Regions from separate parts of the Sus scrofa genome. Here region 1 is linked to region 2. A link is a contact called in public Hi-C data. All regions are on one chromosome and are shown on one strand. The core of a region is the stretch at or near the end of the contact, and the rest is flanking DNA. Distances in the headings are between cores, read along the strand shown.

Region 1 (5,040 bases), core at 837-3,336, 450 kb before region 2:
ACTTGCTTTATTTCACCGTTACCTGGATTCTCCTTAGGTAGCACCTCCTGCCTGCCCTTAAATCTCCACTGCTGCTTCACCAGGACTCTTGCAACATCCATTTAGCAGATACTCACTGAGACCCTACCCTGTGCTTGGCACACCAAGGAGAGCACAGTAGTGCCTGCTCTTATGGGACTTCTGTTCTAGAGGAGGAAACAGCAAAAACAAGAAAATGGAAAACAAGTTGTGAATTACGGGTAGGCACTTGAAAGGACACAGAAACGAAGGTGGGCAAAGAATATGGCTCACTGGTCTTGTCTCTTCTACCCATCCTACACACAGCTCCCCCGAAGGTGCCTTCCTGCTGTCTCCCAGGACTTCCCCTGGCCCCGCCCCTACCTGGCAATTCAATTGCCACATCAGCATGAAATCATTCCAGATCCTTCCTAGTCAGCAACTCTCTTTCTCATGGCCTTCATCTTGACTCTACATTGTATTTACCTGCATATACGCATAACCGCCAAGAAGACTGAAAACTCCCAGAGGGAGATCATTTTTCCAAAGCTTTGTCTCTTCCCTATAGTACCTTAAGTGGTAGAGATTTAAAAAGTGGATAAAAAAATTTCTTCCCCAAATGTGTCTAATACCACTACTGGCCCTAAATATTTCATAGGGTTGTTAGGAAGACCAAATAAAACTCAAGATGTGAAAGTGCTTTGAAAAAGAAAAAAAGGTCTGTACAAGTAGAAATTGCCTTGTAATCATAATTACAGCAAACATTACCAGGAACCTGCCCACACAGGATGGCTAAGAGTGGAGCTGGCTTTTCCAACACTTGGCATAGGGACGTGCAAAGGCTGCTCGTCAATTTAAATGCAAAACTTTTTCAGCTGTGGCCTTTTAATGTGCTGCACTCTCCCTTTCCCCATCACCTACCTTGTGATCATAAGATGAAACAAGTAAGCAGAAGTTTGGACTTTTGTACCAGACTTTTCCGCAGAACTGAGTGGCTAGGATCCAGAATATTTGAATTCTTGCTCTACTTCCTTGTTTCCTCCAGCAAATCACTGGACTTCTCTGCTTAATTTCCTCATGGGGCTATTGTAAGGATTTAATGATTAAATACAATACACATAAAACAGCATTGAAAACAGTGCCTGGTGCAAAGCAAGCAAGCAATCATTATCACAGTTACAATAAATCCACTGTGTTTCCTGGTACAGGGCACATCAGAGAAGGTTCCTGGGAGCTAATCTTGATCAGTGGTTGTGAACAAAGAACAAACCATGGAGGGGACACAGGAGCAGGAAGAAGGGGCTGGTGCAAGGGGCAGACTGGAGCGAGCCTCAAGGGTGTGGCCCTTGTGCCTCAGCGGAGACAAATCTGACTAGCACCCATGAGGATGCAGGTTCGATCCCTGGCCTCGCTCAGTGGGGTTGCTGGTGAGCTGTGGTGTGGGTCGCAGACATGGCTTGGATCTGGCATGGCTGTGGCTGCGGTGTAGGCCAGGGACTACAGCTCCGATTCTGCCCCTAACCTGGGAACCTCCAAATGCCGCGGGTGCAGCCCTCAAAAGACCAAAAAAAAAAAAAACCCAACCAAAGAAAAAAAACCAAACCAAGTGAGATTAGATAGAGAAAGTCTGGCTGCTTGAAGAGGCTTAGGACTGTCACTCAAGTGAAACCGATTCTCAAGACACTAGGAGGTGCCCAAAAAAATGAAAGGCAGAAAAAGGCCTCCTCTTGTTATTTTTGGCTTTTATCTTCTTAAGTAATGAAAAGAGGGTGAGAACAACAAGGTTCTCTGGTGACGTGGAGCGTTGGGCTTCAGCACTTACTGCCAAGAGAAGTGAACCTGAGCTGCTCTTTTGTTTCCTACACAACCTGGTGAGGAGCCAAAGGAAGACAAAAGTAATGTGAACAGTCATCCCCCACCTTCGGGGAAAGGCGGAACCACCCCTCTTTTCAAATCCCAAGCCGCCGCCCTCCGAGAAAACACCCGCCCCCCATCGGAAACAGACGGGGACACAATGAAGCAATGCTGTCCGGCGGGGTCAGTCGACGCGGCCTGAAGGAAAAAGCTGCTCAGGCTGTTCCCTCGAGGGGGGCAGATGGCAACAAAGGGAAATGACGTTGGGGATTAGGTGGGGGGCGAGAAACGTGGCCTTCGGAGGCCTCCTTGAATAAACAAGGCTTTTCCCCGCAGGGCTTTGGGGGGGAAGGCCGTCCCCGCGAGCCGCGCGACCCGTGGCAACCCCTCCCTGGAAACGCTCCAAAGGGCCGGGGGCGGGGGGGGGTGTCCCCTCTCAGGCTGATCCTCAGAATCAGCCAGAGGCGTCCCCTCAAGAATTCAGGAATGTGGTTTCCAACGCAAACAGACCCTCCATGGTGGAAAACGTGCTGGAGTGCGGCCAGGCCGTCCCGTCGCGTCCTGAGTCATGTGGAAACGGTTCCCCCGCGGGCTGCACACCTGGGCTGCCGACCGCAGAAGGGGATTTCCAAACGGACCGGCGGCCGTAAATCCTGCCTCCCTTCCCAAGGCGCTGCAGGTCCACTTTCTCGGAAGCGCGCCCCAGAGATTCCCAACTTCCTAACTCCGCTTCTAGGCTGCCTCAGAGCGGCAACTGCTGCTGACCCAACGCATCGAGGAGCCAAGCAACGCCGTGCTTTTCAAAAAGGTTTATTTTAAATGAAGAGGAACAGATGTCCAGGGTTTCCAAACTGCCACACATTTGTGGATTTGGCTGACAAGCGCTCTAGGCTGCATTTCGTCTCTGTTCCCAGAGAGTCAGAGCCAGCCACTCAGAACTGACTCACTTGCTCTGGGCCACAGTTTGGGCCAGTAGCCCAACTGCAGAACTAGGATCCCAGATCGCAAATGAATCCAGGGTGTTCGGGTAGACAGCGGGGGCCATCTAACACAACTCACTTTATTTCAGTAGTCTCAACACCCACACAGCAAACTGTGGAAGGCCAGTAGGTCAGAGAATGAGCAAACAGTTGGCACCTGCCTGTCCCAGCGCCACACAATTCCAAAGGCCATGAGTAAGCAACTCTCCAGAACAGGTTTTTGTTATAATCTCTTCTGAGTACTGATTAAATATGCAAATACATGTAAGTTATTTGCTGCAATTCAGTCCTCACCCTCAAGGCAAATGTATTACCTCAGGTGAACTCTTGGCTTTGCTGAGAAGGGCAGGGCAGGAACCCAAGCCCCTAACTACCAGATACAAATGACTCAACTGCTTCTAGAATTTTCAAGTACACTATGTGCTTTCTTTTCTCCTTGTCTTTGAGAATAAAGGAACAAACACTTCGCATGTAGCACTTTTGTGTAGCATTTCGTTTACTATGTTTTGTGAATACCAGAGGAGGTTTCATCATGTGAGTTAGAGATGGACTGTGACTTAGCTTTTAAAAATGGCTATTATGGAAGTTGCCGTGTGGCACAGTTGGAGGTAAAGATCCAGTGTTGAGCGGCTGTGGCACAGGCTGAAACTGCAGTGCCGAGTTTGATCCCTGGCCTGGGAACTTCCACATGCCTCGGGTGTGGCCAAAAAAAAAAAAAAAAGCTATTAAACTGCTTAGGTTAAGTTTTTGTGAGCAGATTAATAAAACTATTTCTCAATAGAATAATCCAATCTTGTGTTTTTCTAACTGGAATGACTTGCAGGTCTTTTTTTTTTTTTTTGGCCACACCCATGACATGTGAAAGATGTTCTCAGGCCAGGGATCAAATCCATGCCACAGCAGCAACCTGAGTCACTGCAGCAACAGGATTCTTAATGTGCTGAGCCACAAGGGAACTCTGACTTTCAGGTCTTACTGAGGAAGATCTGGCAGGCCCCCACATCAATTTTTTATTTGACTGTTTAAAACCTCTTCACACTCAGCAAATCTCACTGGATATTCCAGAGGGAATGTTTCTAACAAGGTATTAAAAGCTGACCATGGGAGTTCCCGCCGTGGCACAGTGGTTAACGAATCCAACTAGGAACCATGAGGTTGCGGGTTCGGTCCCTGCCCTTGCTCAGTGGGTTAACGATCCGGCGTGGCCGTGAGCTGTGGTGTAGGTTGCAGATGTGGCTCGGATCCTGCGTTGCTGTGGCTCTGGTGTAGGCCAGAGACTACAGCTCCGATTCGACGCCTAGCCTGGGAACCTCCATATGCCGCGGGAGCGGCCCAAGAAATAGCAAAAAAGAAAAAGCTGATCATTTCCTTTATCTTTCTCCATCTTCCAGATTTTTTCCTTCTTTTTAAGGCCACACCTGTGGCACATGGAAGTTCCCAGGCCAGGGATTGAATTAGAGCTGCAGCTGCCGGCCTGTATCACAGCCATGGCAACAATGGATCCAAGTCACATCTGTGACCTATGCCGAAGCTCATGGCAACACCGGATCCTTAACCCACTGAGCAAGGCCAGGGATCGAATGTGCATTCTCAGGAACACTAGGTCACACTGAGACACAGTATGAACCCACTGAGTCACAATGGGAACTCCCAGATTTTTTTTTTTCTTTTTTTTTAGTATTTACTTTTTCTTTTGGCTGCACCTGTGGCATGTGGAAGTTTCAGGGCCAGGGAATGAGCCTGCACCACAGCAGTGACACCAGATCCATAACATGCTGAGCCACTAGGGAACCCTGTTTTATTTGGCTTAATATAATTTGTGCTTAATGCATCATTCTGAGTAACAAGCCTTAGACCATCCTACTAAGGGTATAGCCAGCACAGAGCGAAGTAGGAACACAGGCTGAGCTTGTCTGTGCTAAGCACTTACTCCTATACACATCGACTTAACTAGTGTATTTCAGAAATGTCACTTCCAGACTTATCTTTTCCCGGATTTTTAGTGAATGGAAACAGTGGCCATTACTTGAATGAAATAAACATTCTCCCTTTCTTCTAAGTGCCACACTCCAAATTATGGTTAGACACAGAGAAAGCAGAAAACACTGCACGTTCCCGCATGGCTGTTTGAAGGGAGATGCTCCTCCGTTCGGAGGTGTGGATACCCTGATGGGATGCACTGCATTGTCTTGCTTGACAATCACTTAGT
Region 2 (4,848 bases), core at 317-2,816:
TAATAGCTACTTGACTGTGGGCGAATTTATTTAGCCGCTTTCAGCTTCCACATCTTTTACATCTGTAGATGAAAACCATGCCTTCTTCATACCTTGTTGAGAACAAGAAGTAAAACAAAGTAAATGAAGTGCAGAGTAAAAAAAAGTCCCCTATCTCTCCTCTTTGGCCTTTTCAGGAGCCTGGAGAAAAGAGATGAAAGGCTGACTCTAATCTATTTGGTTCTTCAAAATGTAGGGATGGGGAGTTCCTGTTGTGGCACAGCAGAAATGAATCCAACTAGCATCCATGAGGACACAGGTTCAATCCCTGGCCCACTCAATGGGTCTGGGATCCGGCATTGCTGTGAGCTGTAGCTTTGATTTGACCCCTAGCCTGGGAACCTCCATATGCTGTGGGTACGGCCCTAAAAAGCAAAAAACCAAACCAAACCAAAAAAGCAAAATGGGATGGGACTGAAGCTCCCCATGATCCTTGCATTTAGAATAATATTCTATGAGTCTTATTAAAGCGCTTGGTGCTTGCTTCCAACCTACCATCCACAGGCCTGTGGGCTTCAAAGAGATGGACTGCCAGAGTGACTCCTGACGTGGCCATATACTCGCTATGTTACTAACTTGGTCAAGTCAAGTAACTTCTCTGTAACTCAGTTTCTATTCTGGAAAATGGGCACAACAAAATAGTATTCACAGTCACACCACATGCATATGAGAATTAAATGAGATACTGTGTATGAAAGAAAGTACTTCATAAACATCAAAGTACAAAAGGTACACAGAGAGATGACAGACAGTCTGCCTGTCTCTCTAGGTTTGCTCAAGGTAATATACCAGGTACCATCTCAGTGAGAAGGTAACAAAAGTCTTAGATAGAGAAACAAAGGATTAGTAAAACCCCCGCCCTTGGGGTGTTGGCTAAACACCCCATCTCAACATCCTGCTGGGGAAGGTCAGGTCAGTCCTTTTTCCTTTCTCATGCCTTTCTGCATCCACGGTTGGTCTGGTGGAGTTAGCTATTCAGGGTCCAAGTAAACCCCAGGCTCCATGTCAAAGAGCTTAAAACCCAAGCAAAATAATACTGGATCTTGTTTGGGTTTCACCCTTGAAGAAGGATATGGGAAGAATGATACTAAAGGATGATGAAACCTTCCACAATGAGAAGCCAAGTGCAACCTAAAGAAACTGAACAGTTGGCCAAGAGGAAAGAAGATTAAAGGGGATTTCTTCCATCGTCTCTGCAATAACAAGAGGAAATGGGCTTAGATGGAAAGGAGAGTGACTTGGGTTAATTATAAGGGAAGAATTTCCTGACTCTGTATGATTTCCACAGTAGGACACAGGTCACCCGGAAAGACCAGGAAAGAACAAATACGAAAGAACAAAGACCTCTGTATGTGTTTATGGTGTAGGCAGAGTTTTCACATATCTGTCTAGAAACTTTGAGATGGGGTAAAAAGCCAGCGTGCTGCCCAGGGCTGGAAGCATGGCCACCTCCAGCCCTCCTCCACTGGCTTTGAGCTTTGGTAGCTCTCGATTCGCCCTCACATTCTCAAAACAGATGGAGGGAGGGGCAGGGAAGGGACTGGCTCTAAAGGAGGAAATATCTGCTGCATGGAGTCATAAAATTCCAAGGGCATGGGAGCATACATGATGCAAATGATGCAAGGAACTGAATGGTAAAAAAAAAAAAAAAAAAAAAGGTGATGTGGGGCCCGGGTGCCACATTTTATTGCTGAAATGGGGAGATTCTAGGATCTAAGTCACTTAATGATCAGACTTTTCAAATTCAGCAGATGCCCACAACCAGTACTTCCTCCTAGCTCACCACAGAGAAGGCCTGGAAAACATGCACAGGGGATCCCCATAACCAGACGAGCCTCATCCTTTCCAGAAGAAAGCCTGATCTGTCTGCTCAGGGGGACTGGCTTCTGAGAGAGAGAGTGAAAAGGTGGATCCAGGATGTAATGGCAGCCAGTTGTGAACAGCTGGGCCCTATGAAGATGATTATAAAACTTTTAGGAGGCTGAAATAATGGAGCTCAAATTTCTCTCCAAAATCATCTGGTCCTTCCACCCTGGGGTACTGATCCAACCCCACCCCCAAACTCTTAATTCAAAAAGATACATACACCCCAATATTCACAGCAGCATTGTTTACAATTGCCAAGGTATGGAAGCAACCTAAATGTCCATCAACAGATGAATGGATAAAAAAGATGTAGTATAGGAGCTCCCGCTGTGGTGCAAGAGGATCAGCCATGTCTCTGCAGCACCAGGATGCAGGTTTGAGCCCCGGCCTGGCACACTGGATTAAAGGATCAAAGTTGTGGTGTAGGTCCCAACTGTGGCTTGTATGTGATCCCTGGCCTGAAAACTCCATAAGCTGTGGGGTGGCCAGGGAAAAAAAAAGAGAGAGAGAGAAACAGAGAAGAGGAAAAAAAAAAAAAAAAAAGACGTGGTATATATATTAGCCATAAAAAAGAATGAAATTTTGCCATTTGCAGCAACATGAGGGGGCATGATGCTAAGTAAAGTAAGTTAGATAAAGACAAATACTACATGCTATCACTTACACGTGGAACTAAAAACACAATAAACTAGTGAATTAAACAAAAAAGAAGCAAACTCACAGATTTAGAAAAACAGTGTGGAGAGGGGAGGGGCAATCTAGGGGTTGGGTTTTTTTGTTTTGCTTTTTAGGGTCACATCCATGGCATATGGAAATTCCCGAGCTAGGGGTTGGATTAGAGCTACAGCTGCCAGCCCATGCCACAGCCATAGCAACACCGGATTCTTAACCCATTGGGCAAGGCCAGGGATCGAACCCATGTCCTCATGGATACTGATCGGCTTTGCCATAGGTGAGTCATAATGGGAATTCCAGGGTTGGGGATTTTAAAAAAATGTTTTTATGGGATTATATGAAATCATGTGTGTGAAACTTTTGAAAACTATCAGGCTTTTGAAAACAATTCACTATGAGCTGCTGAACTTAAAAAGACAACATGAGTTAATATGCCTAGAAAGAATACAATCGATTTCCTGTTTTTATGTTTCAATCTACATGTCTGTTCCCAAAGCCAACTGAGTATTGGCAAATGAAAATGTCCTTAAACTACAAAGGATTTCTGGGAAGTGAATGGACAAAACCTACAGACTCTCAAGGCAAGTCTTCCTCTGTAACCAATCCAGGCACAAAGGCCAAAAAAAGAGCTTCTCTCCAAGACTGAAGCCACTTACTATGCAGGGGATTGCTTTTAAAAATTTTTAATCTATTTCTTTATTTTTGGCTACAGTGTGCAGTGACTTGCTGTGGGAGCTCAGTTCCCAGACCAGGGACTGAACCCAGGCTACAGACGTGAAAGCGCTGAGTCCTAACCACTAGACCACCAGGGAACTCTCCAGGGGCTGCTTTTAAATATTTTCTAACAATCAATCACTCTGGTGAATTGGAGACAATTTACAGATGAGATTGAGGTGGGTCACTAAAATGGGAAATTACTACGAAATAACAGTCACAGCTCACATTCACATACTGCTTACTACATGCCAGATAGGATTACATAAATCAAGTAATTCAACCCTCAACAATTACCTGAGGAGTTCCCATTATGGCTCCATGAGAATGTGGGTTCGATCCCTGGCCTTGCTCAGTGGGTTAAGGATCTGGCATTGCTGTGAGCTGTGGTGTAGGTCAAAGATGAGGCTTCGATCCTGGGTTGCTGTGGCTGTGGTGTAGGCCAGCAGCTGCAGCTCCAATTCAACCCCTAGCCTGTGAACTTACACATGCTGTGGGTGCGCCCCAAAAATAAAACAATAAAATGAAATTAAAAAAAAAAAACACCCAAAATTACCTGAGTCAGGTACTTTCATTGTTCCCATTTTACAGATGAAGAAAGCAAGGCAAAGAGAGGTTAGGAGATGCCCAGGATCAAATACCAATACATGGCAGAGACCCGGGCAGTGTGGCTCCAAAACCTAGGGAAGAATGAAGATGGGGAGTTCCCATTGTGGCGCAGCAAACGAATCTGACTAGTCTCCATGAGGATCCGGGTTCAATCCCTGGCCTCGCTCAGTGGGTTAAGGATCTGGCATTGCCATGAGCTGTGATGCAGGCCAGCGCTACAGCTCTGATTCTACCCCTAGCCTGGGAACTTGCATATGATGCAGGTGTGGCCCTAAAAAGCAAAAATGAATGAATGAATTTTAAAAAAGAATGAACACGGGAATGACAAGGGTGTGATCCAGGTGACTTCTAAAAGAAAGGAGCTCAAGAGAATTAGACTAATACCTACCGAATGCACAAAGCACTTTCACATAGATTAACTGATTAACCTCCACGACAGCAGAGGAGGAATTGAGAGCCAGAGCTGTTCGCGTGCCTTACCCAGTTTCACAAAGCTTGTCAGTCAAGGTCAGAATTTAAACCTATAGGTCCCAAGAATTTTCTAGAATGTGTTCATTTGGAAAATCTGTCTCTTTGAAGAGAGAAGGATCAAGCCATCAGAACTGCTAACAGTCTCTGTGGCTATTCACCTTCCTCTGCTCTGATTCCATATTTACTAATTAGCAACTGCCCCGATTTAATCCTCTCGCTCAAGTGAGTTTCCCTTCAAGGAAGATAACACACAGTACCAGCTTTGGGGATTATGTGTTCCACTGTAAATTAATGAATTAGAATTCTGGTCTACCAATTAGCTTCCTGTGAGTTGTGTTAGGGCGAATCACTTCACCAGAGCTCACTCCCTCCTGAATGGATAACCATCAAATTTGTACACCTGCCATGCTTCAGGCTGACTGAGGCCCATCAAGAGAATGTTCCCTGCAGCCTAGCCTGAACACAGCCTTGCCA

What was found. A called contact is a pair of places that touch in the nucleus more often than the background predicts.
Region 1: a Hi-C map of embryonic fibroblasts shows a contact between it and region 2, with 1.8 times the contacts expected there. The contact joins two enhancer-like sites. A contact is called at or near these places in 3 of 47 Hi-C or Micro-C datasets (embryonic fibroblasts, heart right ventricle and subcutaneous adipose tissue) and 1 of 2 datasets of contacts at active chromatin or transcription factors (skeletal muscle).

Annotation. Positions count from the first base shown.
Region 1 is chr12:36,066,322-36,071,361 of Sscrofa11.1, reverse strand. No RefSeq gene overlaps it. Among named protein-coding and RNA genes, the nearest start is that of MIR21, 3.6 kb to the right of the region's middle. Within about 2 kb of position 2,086, at least 58 of the 83 cell types and tissues checked have an H3K27ac peak or open chromatin away from gene starts, as enhancers often do. A contact at or near this core is called in embryonic fibroblasts, skeletal muscle and subcutaneous adipose tissue, where this site is marked.
Region 2 is chr12:35,620,414-35,625,261 of Sscrofa11.1, reverse strand. The region is part of intron 2 of YPEL2 (protein yippee-like 2); the gene reads right to left. Among named protein-coding and RNA genes, the nearest start is that of YPEL2, 50 kb to the right of the region's middle. Within about 2 kb of position 1,566, at least 36 of the 83 cell types and tissues checked have an H3K27ac peak or open chromatin away from gene starts, as enhancers often do. A contact at or near this core is called in embryonic fibroblasts, skeletal muscle and subcutaneous adipose tissue, where this site is marked.